2 separate regions of the Oryctolagus cuniculus genome follow, and region 2 is linked to region 1. A link is a contact called in public Hi-C data. All regions are on one chromosome and are shown on one strand. Each heading gives the region's core, a stretch centred on a gene start, on an enhancer-like site or on the middle of the called end of the contact. The rest is flanking DNA. Distances are from core to core; before and after follow the strand shown. Region 1 holds the start of NPFFR1 (neuropeptide FF receptor 1). Region 2 overlaps LRRC20 (leucine rich repeat containing 20).

Evidence for each region. Hi-C and Micro-C count contacts between places; a contact is called where the count stands out from the background.
Region 2: a contact with region 1 is called in a Hi-C map of an unstated tissue, with 2.4 times the contacts expected there. The contact joins the enhancer-like site here to the promoter of NPFFR1 in region 1. A contact is called at or near these places in 3 of 6 Hi-C or Micro-C datasets (ear pinna, psoas muscle and an unstated tissue).

What each region holds. Positions count from the first base shown.
Region 1 is chr15:61,856,349-61,862,961 of mOryCun1.1, forward strand. NPFFR1 (neuropeptide FF receptor 1) reads right to left here and starts at 2,422. Exons shown (of 4, transcript XM_051823828.2): 1 at 2,178-2,422. The coding sequence starts at 2,199.
Region 2 is chr15:61,926,362-61,932,974 of mOryCun1.1, forward strand. All of the region lies in intron 2 of LRRC20 (leucine rich repeat containing 20), which reads right to left. Among named protein-coding and RNA genes, the nearest start is that of LRRC20, 8.2 kb to the right of the region's middle. Within about 2 kb of position 3,345, at least 1 of the 8 cell types and tissues checked has an H3K27ac peak or open chromatin away from gene starts, as enhancers often do.

The DNA.
Region 1 (6,613 bases), core at 1,172-3,671:
AAAAAAAAAGGCAGGAAAATCTGAAAGGAGGTGTTGGTGTCCCTATGTTTGTATACATGTGTGTGTGAATAATAAACCTATGTAGTTCTGAACACAGAGGGCTATTCCACCCATGTGTTCTAAAGTCTGCTTTGTTTTTATTACTCACTGAGGCAGCAAGCATATTTTCATGTCAATGAAACCCGGAAGCCCAGCTTTCAGTGTGTGCGTGGCACGCTGTTCACAGGTGTGTTTCATGTTTCACTTATCTAATTGATTTGATCCAGACACCGAGATGGCCCCTGACTGTGTGCCGTATGAGGCTGCTCTGCCACGGTGCACGGGGCGGCTGCCTCTGAAAGAAGCTTCAGTGTGTGATTGCTCTGCCTCCCAAAGGCTTGCCATTCATTCCATAATTTCTCCTGGAATTTTCAGAGGTCAACATTAATTTTAGCAGTTTAGAGGTTTTTTTTTTTTTATTATTCTTTCATTTCTTTTTGAAAGTCGGGCTTTTGCCTGTCTTCAGTTCTCTGGCACTTCCTTCGTTCCGTGTAATTTCCTACTGATTACATCTGTAAATGCATCCCGCCCGGAGGATGTTCTGCGTCTGGGCTTTCAGAGGGAGGTCTTTGTAGGTGGCTCAGTGCTTCCTCCCATCACTCACCTATCCTGCCTCTCCAGTTCCCTCCTTGTGCTCTTTATGCCACCATTTGAAACAAAATTGCCAGTGCCCGCCCTGCCCACTCTGTGCCCCAGCGCTGAGTAGATGCTTTCTTGTTATCTTTCTTTAGACTCTGAAAGCCGGTGGCTGTCTGGGCCAATTTTCCCTGCCTCTGTTCACCGGCGCTGCAGAGCCCTGGGCCCTCTTCCTCCAGATCCTGCCAGCCTCCCAGATTCATCGGGGGCTTCGCGGTCCTGCTCGCATCTTTTGTGTGTCTGCTTTTCAAGCCCCGGCGCAGTGGCAGCTACAAGTGCAGACTCCCCGGATTTTCTATAGAACTCCTTTTTGCTTGACAGAAGTGTCTGTAATTACTTATTGGCATTCCGAGGCTTCATCACCTCTCGTGGCAGCCTCCCTTGACTGGCGTGAATTTGTACAACACATCATGTCTCATTTTAGCCCCTCAGCTGCTCCGGGAAGCCAGCCGGAGGTAAGTGGCTCCGCTTAACAGACAAGTAAGCAATGGCACCGAGAGGTTTGGCCACCATCTCAGTGACACCCGCAAGCCACAGGACCAGCCCCCCAGCCTCTGGTTTCTTAGCCCACATAGAGTTCCCCCTGCCTGCACTGCCTGGAAAGGGGTCTGGACCCCCGCCGCGCAAGTCTGGAACAACAGCTGTGTGCCTGGCCACTATCCCGGGGGGGGGGGGTGAGGTCATAGCTGTTCCCCCTCCCCACGGACAGAAACTGCTGGGTAGGAAGATCTCTGGAACACCACCACCGCACCCCCACTCCTTCAGGCAGCCACAGTCGGGGAGCACTCCTCCGAAACGAACAGCCCTCTCCTCGCCAGAGAAAGGAAGCTCAAGTATGGGGGTGCACATAGAGGGGGAAGTGGAGACCCTCCCCCAGGTCTCTCTCTCTCTCTCTCTCACACACACACACAAGGAGGGAGATACCATGGACATAGATACCCCCAGGTCTCTCCCCCAGGTGTCTCTGTCTCTTTCTGTCTCTCTTTCTGTCTCTCTCTCTGTGTGTGTGTCTCTGTCTCTCTGTCTCTCTCTCTGTCTCTGTCTCTCTCTCTCTCTCACACACACACACACACACACAAGGAGGGAGAGAGACACCATGGACATAGATACCCTCAGGTCTCTCCCCCAGGTGTCTCTCTCTCTCTCTCTCTCTCTCTCTCTCACACACACACACACACACACACACACACACGGGACGGGGAGGGAGAGAGACACCATGGACATAGAAACCTCCAGGTCTCTTCCTCTGTGTGTCTCTGTCCCACTCTCTCAACAGAGTCACCTCCAGGTCTCGGTCTCTCTCTCTCTCTCTCTCTCTCTCTCTCTACACACACACACACACACACACACACACACACCGTGAACACAGAATCCCCCCTGGGTCTTTCTTCCTCTCTCAGGGTCCCCGTCACCCACCCGAGGGCCACAGTGCTGTCGACTGCCCCTGTCCCTTATCTCTCTGCACCTGACTCAGTGTCCCCCGCAGCCCCGGGGCCACTCACCCTCCATGCTGCCAGCTCCCATGCGCTGCGGGCCAGTCTACGACGAGGGAGCCTCGACCCGCAAGGGGTGGGCGGGGGCGGAGCAGCGCCCCGGGGCGCCCCTGCCCCTGCCCCCTGCAGCTCGGTCCCGGCCGGGCGGAGGCGAGCAGGAGGCGTGCGCTCTCAGGCCCCTGCGTCGGGCTGGTCTCGCTGCCCTCGGAGCCGGGGTTGCGGGCTCCACGCCGCTCCGCTGCCCGCCGGACTCTGCTGCCTGCTAGTCGCCCCGCACTTCCCCGGCCAGCGGGAAGGAGGGGGCTGGCGCGGCGCCGTCACCATGGAACCCGGCACACCTGCGCCCGCCGAGCGAGGGCGCCCCGGCATGCCTCCCTCCTTCCGCGGGACCGAGCGCCCCTCCAAAGCAGGGGACACAGCCCGCCGCCCGCGGAGCCCTGGCCACGACGCCCGTTACCCGCGCACCCCTCTCCCGGGGACCCGCACCCGGCCTCTGTCCCCACTCCTCCCCCTTGCCCCAGCCCAGCGCGACCCCGGGCCGCTCGCGCTGGTGTCCAGGACGTGGGCCTTTCTGATCGGGACAGGAGATGAAGCTGCAAAGACCCTGGACGGCCGAGGGAGGAAGCTGGGCGAGGGCCACCAGCTCGGAGCCCGCTGGTCAGGCACCCTACGGACACCATCAGTGAACAGAGGTCCCAACTTCCAGCGAACGGGGTTTAGGGTTTGTTCCGGGGGACTCTAGTTGGAAGCCGCTTGCTAGCTTCTGTCCTAGCTTCTGACTCCAGCTGCTCCTCCGTCCTGATCTGCTGGCATCTCTGAGCTCATCACTGGGCCAGACGCTGACACTAATCCCCAGCAGTGGGCAGCCTGCCTAGAGCGGGAAGCAGGAGGTGCCTTCTCAAGTCTACCTTTCTGCGGGACAAAGACCTGAGTTGCGCTCGGCTTTCTGCTGCTGCCTCAGTTTCTTCATCTGTAAAATGGGGATAAGAACAGTGCAGACCTCCTAGAGCTGTCATGAAGATGAGAAGAGTGGCTACGCTTGGAGCAGTCCCAGCGCACAGTGCTCGCTCCCTGTTACAGCATCGCCGCTCGGGGCAGGGCTTGCACGCTTCAGGTCCCTCTGATCCTCAGGTTGGAACTGCGGGGGAGGAAGGCAGCGTTCAGGGCGCTGTGCTGGAAATCCTGCATTCGCCCCCCACTTCCGCTTACTGTCTGCGTGGCTTTGGGAGCGTTACACTGTCTTTGTGCCTCAGTTTCTTTGCATCTACAAAGCGGGGACAACAGAACCCAGTACATTCTGGTTAGAATTAACCAACCAGTCCGTGCATGGAAGGCACCCACCCAGCACCTGGCCTCTAGTAGGTGCTCAACAAACACGAGTTGTCATTTCTGGGGGCACTGGACTTTGCACTGCACAGTCTTTCCCTCTCACTCTCCACCCCCTTTCTCTGATCCTTTCCTCTTTTTTTTTTAATATTTACTTATTTGAGGGGCCAGTGCTGTGGCGTAGCGGGTGGGGCCACCACCTGCGGTGCTGGCATCCCATGTGGGCGCCGGTTCGAGTCCTGGCTGCTCCACTTCTGATGCAGCTCTCTGCTGTGGCCTGTGAAGGCAGTGGAGAATGGCCCAATGTTTGGGCCCCTGCACCCACATGGGAGACCTGGAGGAAGCTCCTGGCTCCTGGCTTCAGATTGGTGCAGCTTCCAGCCATTGCGGCCAGTCGGGGAGTAAGCTGGTGGCTGGAAGATCTCTCTCTCTCTCTCTCTCTCTCTCTGCCTCTCCTTTCTCTATGTAATTCTTTCAAATAAAAAAAAACTTTAAAAAATTAATTTATTTGAAAGGCAGTTCTCTACCCTTGTCTACCCCTGTTTAACCTAACTACCTCCTGCAAGCCTTCTCTCTCTCTCTCTCTCTTTTTTTTTTTTTTTTTGACAGGTAGAGTGGACAGTGAGAGAGACAGAGAGAAAGGTCTTCCTTTACTGTTGGTTCACCCTCCAAAGGCCGCTGTGGGCCGGCGCATTGCCCACAGCTGATCCGAAGCCAGGAGCCAGGTGCTTCTCCTGGTCTCCCATGCGGGTGCAGGGCCCAAGGACCTGGGCTGTCCTCCACTGCACTCCAGGGCCACAGCAGAGAGCTGGACTGGAAGAGGAGCAACCGGGACTAGAACCCGGTGTGCCAGCGCTGCAGGCTGAGGATTAGCCTATTGAGCCGCGGCACCAGCCCTCCTGCAAGCCTTCTCTACGAACAGTCACGCTAGGGGACAGAAATGTGGGGAGGACACAAGCATTCAGCCCATTTCCCCTCATCAAGAGCCGAGCCCCCTTCCATTTTATTGCAGGGTGTCCACCCTGCCATTCTTCCAGGTCAAGGCTGGAGGGGGGGACTGTAGGAGGGCTCTGCTGGTCTTGTGCACCTGCTCCCCAGAGGCTGGAATGAAGCCCAGGAGCTGCTTGCAGGATCCTCCCCGGGCGGGGAAGCCGGCCACCTCCCATGGAAGACTTGGTCTCTCCCCCCGGTTCAGAGTGCACAAGGGCCTGTTGGGCAAGGAAAGTCAGGGATGTAGCCACCATTTTGGAAAGGCTGGGAGTCCACAGGGAGAGGAAGGAGGTCTCCACGTGGTGGGTGTTTGGCTCCTGGCACCCAGGCCCTCAGCATCTGTTGGAGAGAAGGGGAGCTGCAGAGAGGCTGAGGCCCAAACAGGAGTGGACCCCTTCTGGGGAGCCAGAGGGACCCCTCCCTCGTCTTAACCAGCTTCAGAGGAGTGCCTCCTTCTAAATGTTGTCAAGTGCAACTTAGTGAGCTCTCCTCAGGGAGGCAGCTCAGCTACCTTGATCTGCAGTTGTAAACGACAAGCAGCGTTTCAAGGGCTGACTCACCCCTACACCCAGGGGTGTGAGTCTAGGAGCAGAGGCCGGAGCTCTGAGCACTGAGTTCCCTAGCACCAGGACCCAGCCCAGAGCCAGGAAACCTGGGCTTTAGGCTGGGCTCTGCCGCCAGCTTGCTGCATATCCTTAGTGAAATCATGCCCTCTGGAACATTCTGGAACACTTCCATGGGCACTGACATTTCCATCTCTAAGGTGGGAAACGGTTGGACCAGATTTTTTTTTTTTTAAATAACTGTTTATCTGAAAGGCAGAGTGATAGAGAGAGAGAGGAAGAGACAGAGCGAGAGTGAGAGAAAGGTTCTTCCATCTGCTGATTCACTCCCCACATGACAACAACGTGGGATGAGCTGGGCTGAGACTAAAGCCAGGAGCCAGGTCTCCCACATGGGTGCAGGGGCCCAAACACTTGGGGCATCCTCTGCTGCTATTTCCCCAGGTGCATTAGCAGGGAACTGCATCGGAAGTGGAGCAGCTGGGATTCCAAGTTACAGGCAGTGGGTAACCCGCTGTGCCACCATGCCGGCCCCTGGACCAGCATTTTCTCACTCTGATGGTCCTCCCCCACCCCACCCCACTCCATCCTCTGGAGAACCCAGGTGTCGGGAGTCCTCCCAAGGAGTGACAGAGGAAGACCCCACTGAGATAGAAGACATCCTGAGTCCCACTCTCTGGCTGGGTTCTGCACCCAAAGTGGTAGCTTGGAGGGCCCAGGGGTGGCCCTAGACCAAGAAGGATCCAGGCCTCTGTGTCAGGACCAGCCTATGTCAGGGAAGTTGGTGAGGCCTCCTGGGGATGGGTGGGGCTCTCTGGGAAGGCTGTGGGCCCTGTGCTCCTGCGGGGCCTTGCATGAGCCACTTCTCGGCCCCGCACCCTGGCTCTGAGAGAAGGACGCCAGTCAGCAGGCCTGGGTTTGAATCCCTGTTGTCTCCCATCTCACCTGGGGCTCCACTTTCTCCAATCCGAATTTTCCTCTGTAGGCTTGATATAAAAATAGAAGCTGCCTGAAGTTAAATGAGACAATCAGAGCAGGTGCTCAGCCTTGTCACAGGCACCCGTAAGCTGCTTCCCGCTTCCTCTACATTTTCCCCACCTCTGTTTTATTTTCTCTTTTCCCTCAAGCGTTGGGTGGTTCCATCCCTTTCTGGGACTGGAACACAGAGCAGCTGATAAACCCGGTCCCAGGAATGTTAGGCTCAACCCCACACCCTCAGGAATGGGCTCTTAGGAATTCTTATCTCCAACGTGGAAAAGAGACAAGGAGAGAAGCGCACACCAAGCACTAAAGCAGCACCTTACAGGCTGGATGATGAGAATATGGCAGTACTGTTCCTCGTTACTGTTAATTAAGGGGATTTAAATGCTAACTTGTGGACTGGTGTCCCATAGAAAAGATAACCTCCGCACTGACTGCTGCGTGTCTGGAAGGACACCCACGCTCAAGGCTCTCTTGTCTGCAGGCCCAGGAAATGACCTACACTCTGCATCTCATGTCGACACTGGCCAGCGAGGACCACACTTGGAGTAACAAGGGCCTGATCTGACTCTCAGCTTTGTCTCC
Region 2 (6,613 bases), core at 2,095-4,594, 71 kb after region 1:
AGCAGGGGAGGAGGTAGGCAGACAGGTGCCTTCTCTGAGTCGCAGCTGCCAGTCCAGAGGCTCAGGTTGAACCTGAGTAGGTTCAAGGTCTGCCCCAGCAATGGCTCTGCCCAGCACACCCCCACCTTAAGCCATCAGGAGAAGAAAGCGCCGAACTGTAAACAACAAGCAGTGACTCCCAGAACTCCAGGCGGGGGAAAGCAAAAAGGTTCATGTCAAAATGCAGATCACTGCCCTCCCCCTGCGGTTCTACTTTCTAAAAATACACAGCGTACTATATATGTATATGTATACGTGTATATATGTATTCATTCACATATATATTTGAAAGGCAGAGTTATACAGAAAGACGGACAGAGAGACAGAGAAAGAGAGACCTGTATCTGGTTTACTCCCCAGATGGCAGCCACAGCCAGGGCTGGGCCAGGACAAAGTCAAGAACCTGGAATTCCACCCAGGTCTCCCATGTGGGTGGAGGTCACCTTCTGCTTTCCCAGGCTCATTCCCAGGGAGCTGGATCAGAAGTGGGGCAGCCAGAATGCCAACTGGTGTTCCTTTTTTTTTTTTTTTAAGATTTATTTATTTATTTGAAAGTCAGAGTTACACAGAGAGAGGAGAGGCAGAGAGAGGGGGGTCCTCCATCCATTGGCCCATCCCCAATAGGCCGCAATGGCTGGAGCTGTGCTAATCTGAAGCCAGGAGCCAGGAGCCTCCCCTGAGCCTCCCCTGGGTGCAGGGGCCCAAGCACTCAGGCCATCCTCCACTGCTTTCCCAGGCCATAGCAGAGAGCTGGATCAGAAATGGAACAGCCAGGTCTCAAACAGGCACCCACATGGGATGCCAGTGCTATAGGTCAGGGTGTCAACCTGCTGTGCCACAGCTCCAGCCCCCCAAATGGCATTCCTATGAGATGCCAGCAGCAAGTTGGGGCTTAACCCACTGCAACACATGCCAGCCCCTGAATTTCTACTCTAAAAGCTTTAGAAAGGAGCCATACATCTGCATGTTTAACTAACACCCCAAGGCTTCTGACAGGAGGAGGCTGTGGTGGGCACGAGTTAGACAAAGTACCAGCTATGAAAGAAAACAGTGGACTTTATCAAGACAAAAAGCAGCTGCCCTCAAAAGACATTGCTAAGAGGATGAAAAGTCAAGACACAGGCTGGAGTGCCCACTAGCAAGACACCATATGATGAAGACCTTGCATCCAGAACACAGGAAGACATACAAAACTCAATAAGAAAATCCAATCATTTTAAATAGGCAAAAGATTTTTAAAAAAGGTTTATTGATTTGAAAGGCAGAGTTACAGAGAGAGAGAGAGAGGCAGAGGCAGACACAGAGATCTTCCATCTGCTGATTCACTCCCCAAATGCCTGCAACAGCCAGAGCTTGGCCAGGCCTTCAAAGCCAGGAGCCAGGAGCTGCATCCATGTCTCCCACATGGTTCAAGGGCCCAAATACTTGGGCCAGCTTTTGCTGTTTTCCCAGATGGATTAGCAGGGAGCTGGACCAGAAGTCAAGCAGCTGGGACTTGAACCAGTGACTGTATGGAATGTTAGCACGGCAGGCAGCATCTTTACCATCTACCACAGCTAAGGCCCCCACAGGTAAAAGATTTGAATAAACATTTCATCAAAGGCAGATGTATATCCAGTAAGCACATGACGTTCAACATAACTGGTTAGAAAACTGTAAATTAAAACCAAAATGAAGGGCAGATATTTGGTACATTTGGCACATCCGACTTGGGATGCCTGCATGCCTTGTAGAGCACCTAGGTTCAAGTCCCAGCTCTACTTCCAATTCCAGTGTCCTAATCAAGTGCACCATGGGACGCAGCAGGTGATGGCTCAAGTAGCTGAATTCCTGTCACCCGTATATGAGAGACTCAAATTAAGTTCCTGGCTCCTGGCTTCATCCTGGCCCAGCCCCAGTTGTTTATGGGCATTTGAGAAATGAACCCATGGATGCAGATTTCTGTCTATCTCCATCTCTCTGCCTTTCAAATAAATAATTTTTTAAAAAGCCAACATGAGACAATACCATTATATACCTATAAGATAATATATAGGGGCCGGCTTTGTGGCACAGTGGTTCAGCCACCACCCTGCAACACCAGCATCCCATGAGCACCAGCTGGAGCCATCTGGAGAGTGAAACAGTGGATGGATGGATGATCTCTCTCTCTCTCTCTCTCTCTCTTTCTCTGTAACTCTGTCAAATAAATAAATAAATATTAAAAAAAAAAAGCCTGATTGAGTCTGCAGGTGGTTGAATCCATGGTCACACGGGGCCACCTGGAAGCAGGTTCAAGGTGTGGATGAATGATGTGTGAGGCTTGCTGAGATGCAGACCACCTGACCCCACCCTCAGAGATTCTATCTGCAAAGCTCTGGCACAGAGCCCCTGCCAGTGCCAGGACCCACAGTTCGGCTGCCACCCCACAGGAGGGCAGGACTGACTGTTCCAGGCACACGTGTAACACGGGAGCAGACAGGGGGGCATTGCCCCCTCCTCATCACCACCTGACATGTCCTGTCAATGACACTGATATGAGGGTAGGTACAAGCCTCTGACTAGTTTCCTCCTTTACAGGGAACAGAACAGGCCAACTCTGGTTCCATGAAAGCACCAGAGGGGGGCCAGCATTGGGGCAGGAGGAGGGAGCTTCGAGTGCTCAGGTCACGTAGCTGTCATCTTCCTCTCCCACGCTCTGCACCTGTAAGTCACACACTCAGCCTAGCGCCAGGGCCCATAAACCAGGAACACTCCCACCTCAAAGGCAACAACAGAGGCAGAGGGGACAGCTGGAATACATCACAGAAATGCTGGACAGAGAGCACTTTGCATCTTTGTTTCTTCAACTGTAAAACAGGGATGTCAACGTCACTCTGTCACAGGGTTGTCATGAGGATCAAATGAGCCAAAACCAGCAATGTGTTTACAACACCGCTTGGTATTTGATAGCAGCAAGTCCAAGAGGTCAGAAATAGACAGGAGTTTGAAAGACAGAACAGCAGGCAGCCCTGATGCTCCTGGTATGATGGCCCGGGGCCCCCGGGGGCTCGGATTTAAAGGCCCTGTCCACAGCAGTCTCTCCTGTGTCCCACTGTGCCAATGCCTGCATCCCAGCTACCCCGCCCTCCCTTCCTGTGTGCTCCCAGCCTTTCCAAGCCCCACTCATGTGCAGTCTGATCACACAAGTCACCTCCAAAGTGCAGAGAGGATCTGGGCACCTCTGGCTGGAAGGGAGACAGCTACACAGCAGCCTGGCCTCAGTCTGCTGGCTCAGGGCGGCTGAGGGTCAGGGACCCGCAGAAGCCAGACAGGCAGGAGGCTCTACACTCACAATGTGCTGACTTGGGGAGACAGGGGCTGCAGGGAGGAGAGGAGAGAAGGGAGGGAATCTAAGGAGGGGTGAGCGGCTGGGAGGGAAGCGGCTTCAACTCCAGCAGAGGGCCTGCCAGGGGGGAGATGGGAAGGAGCCCACTTCCTGAGAGAGAACAGAATGGGAGTAGGGGAAAGGGTTGGGACCCACAGCTCAGGTTGCAGGAGCAGCAAGCCCGGCGTGGCTCCAGCTCTGGCTCTGGCATGCACTGCGGAGCACTCACCAGGTCACCTCCTGAGTGAGGTGGGAGCCAACCTATAATTAAGCTCCTCCCAGCCCATCTCTGCAGGGGTCTTCTACCTTGCAGCAACACATCTGCAGCCCTGGAGCAGCCTTGCTGCCTGGCTGCACACACGGTGGGGTGGAGGGAACCCCGCAAAGAGGAGCAAGCCAGGGAAACCTGCACCACTCCAGGGGCAGGGGCTTAGGGAACGGGCTGCCTGCACAGCGGCTGGAGTTGGTTCTGTTTATTTCTACCTTCTGTAGTGGCAAGGGGTTCTTTCCCTAGAATCGCTTCTTCTCCTGTTTGAAGAGCAACATACTCACCACAGAACATACAGAAAATACAGAACAGAATTTTCCAGCTCCCATTGGCATCTTGCTTGATTTCCTCCTATTTTCCTTCCTTTGTATTTACACTTACTGAACCTAACTGGTGTGTTACAAGACACACGGTTTGGGACCCTTTTTGCCAGCTCATGTTATATGTGAGAATGTGCCAGTCTTTACTGAAGCATGTGATGTGAACTGCTGCATACCACTGCTAACAGCTGTACACACAGCACTGTATGTAGCTGTAACAAATTTATTTAAGGGGCCAGCGCTGTGGCGTAGCAGGTAAAGCTACCGCCTGCAGTGCTGACAACCCATATGGGCACCAGTTTCAGTTCCGGCTGCTCCACTTCCAATCCAGCTCTCTACGATGCCCTGGGAAAGCAGTAGAAGATGGCCCAAACCCTTGGGCCCCTGCACCTGTGTGGGAGACCCAGCGGAGGCTCCTAGCTCCTGGTTTCAGATCAGCCCAGCTCCAACCATCGCAGCCATCTGGGGAGTGAACCAGTAGATGGAACATCTCTCCCTCTCTCTCCCTGCTTCTGCCTCTGCCTCTCTGTAACTCTTTCAAACAAATAAATAAATATTTTTAGAAAATTATTTAAATAATGTTCTGATGCTGGATGTTTAGGTTGCTTCAGATTTTTTTCTGTTTCACAAGAGAACCATATTGAGTGACTTCACCTGTCTTTCAAGTCTCAATTTAACTTCTACCTCCTCCAGAGAGCCTTCCTGGATTACTTCAACACCCAGCAACGTCTCCCACTTCTGAATACAATCTGTAGGTCCACACAACACAGCTTAGCCAGAGCCTGGGTGTCACTCACTGCTCAGTGATCATCTCATTGGTGGTAGGCTGGTCTCGGGTCCAGGACTCCACTGCACATGTCTCTGGGAACCCCTCAGCACCTTGCACACAGCAGGTGCTCAATACATTCTGACTGCTTAGACCCCTTCCTTAGCCTAGATGAGCCTGGTCAGCTCCACTTTCCAAGGGTCAGGAGTGCAGGCACCCACAGCAGTCTGGTCTGAAATTTTGCTTCTTCTCTGGCCACTGTCAAGGTTAAAAAGTCCCCTAGGGTTCACTGCTAACCTGGAAGGCCCAGCGTCTCCACAGGAAACTCTCAAGCTTTGGCCAAGACCACCATGGCAAAAGGCTCTCAAGCTGACAAGACTTCACAGAGCCACACCGTGGCAATAACCAACGATCACCCCCACGTCGGACTGCACAGTAAGGAGAAAGCCAGGCTCTCTTGCCAGGCACTGAGGACACTCAGCCAGTGGCCACTGGTCTGACTTGGGGTCCTCAGTGGTTGTGGTCCCCAGGCAGTGCCAAGAAGCTGATGCAGCACGCACCCGCCTCTAGCCGCCCCGCACACTTCACCTGGGCCGAGGTGCCCTCATTCACAGGAACCCCAGCTGCCCTGTGAGGCTTCTTGGTTGGCAGTGCCAGGGCCACTGAGGCTGGAGTCCAGACTCCTCAACGAGGCCTTCCAGGCTGGGCAGCATCCTTCCCTCCCTCTCAATTCAGGTGCCAACCGACCCCTGCCTGGGTACCTGCCTCCTCGCCACTCCTCCTGAAACAGAAGCTTGACAACACCTGCCCCACTCTCCCATCAGAAGTCAGGTCTCCCTCCCCTGTTGCTCCTGACCCTGGTCAGGTCTGGGCTGGGTGGCACCGCCCTGCGTGACATTTAGGGTGGGAGTAGGTGACCGGCGGCAGAATGCATCACATGCACTGAGCTTCCCACGATAAGGCAAAGGAGGCAGGCCCAGCAGTGGCCTGGCTGCAGGACACCCGGAGGAGGCACTATGCAAGGGAGACCTGAGCCCCACCTGCAGCCTTTGAGGACGGCAAAAATCAAAGAGCTGCCATTCACCACACTACCGGCACGCCAATCCCTTACAGACGGGATGATGGCTCCTCATCTCCCTGATGAAGAAGACGCGATGGAGGAACCGAGGCTCAGGAAGGCTCAGTGCCCCGCTTAGGTGCCAGGTGGCAGGCAGCAGAGTAGGGATCCAGGCCAGGCTGTGGGCCGAAGCCTGCCTCCCCTCAGGGCCAGTGCTAGCGATCCTTAACCTCCAGGGAAGCCCAGCCACAGTGTGGCCCAGCACTGGTACCCTGAGCTCCGACTAAAGGCCTGTGGCCACCAGCTCACAGATATCCCTTCTAAGCCAACCACATCCTCCATGTTGGTTTGCACCTAGAGGAGGGCCCCTCCACCCTAGCTCTGTGCAGCTCGTGACAACGTCACATGCTTACAAAGTGCCTGCCGCGATGCTAGGCTCTGGTGTGGCAGGCAGGAGGCATCCACCTCCACCTCCTCCTCATCTGAAAACCAAGGCTCTCCACACCTGCCACTCACTGTGGGGAAGCAGTGACCACCCAAAAGGAGGCACCTGGCACAGGACTGCACGCAGGGGGCTCCCCAGCTGGTGCCAGTCCCCGGGGGCAAGGACAGCTGTGCACTCACGTTCACTGACAGTCCTGGGCCAGGCAGTGTTTCTCAGACCTCTCTGACCACAAGCCCCAGTAAGAAACAGGTGCCACACTGGGGCCCTCTGTCCACTCAATGACAGTGCAAGCCCCGGGCGTGACGTGGCACAGCACATGCTGATGCCGTAGCTTTTAACTCTTCCTAGGTCCTCGCTCCACGGGCTCCAGGA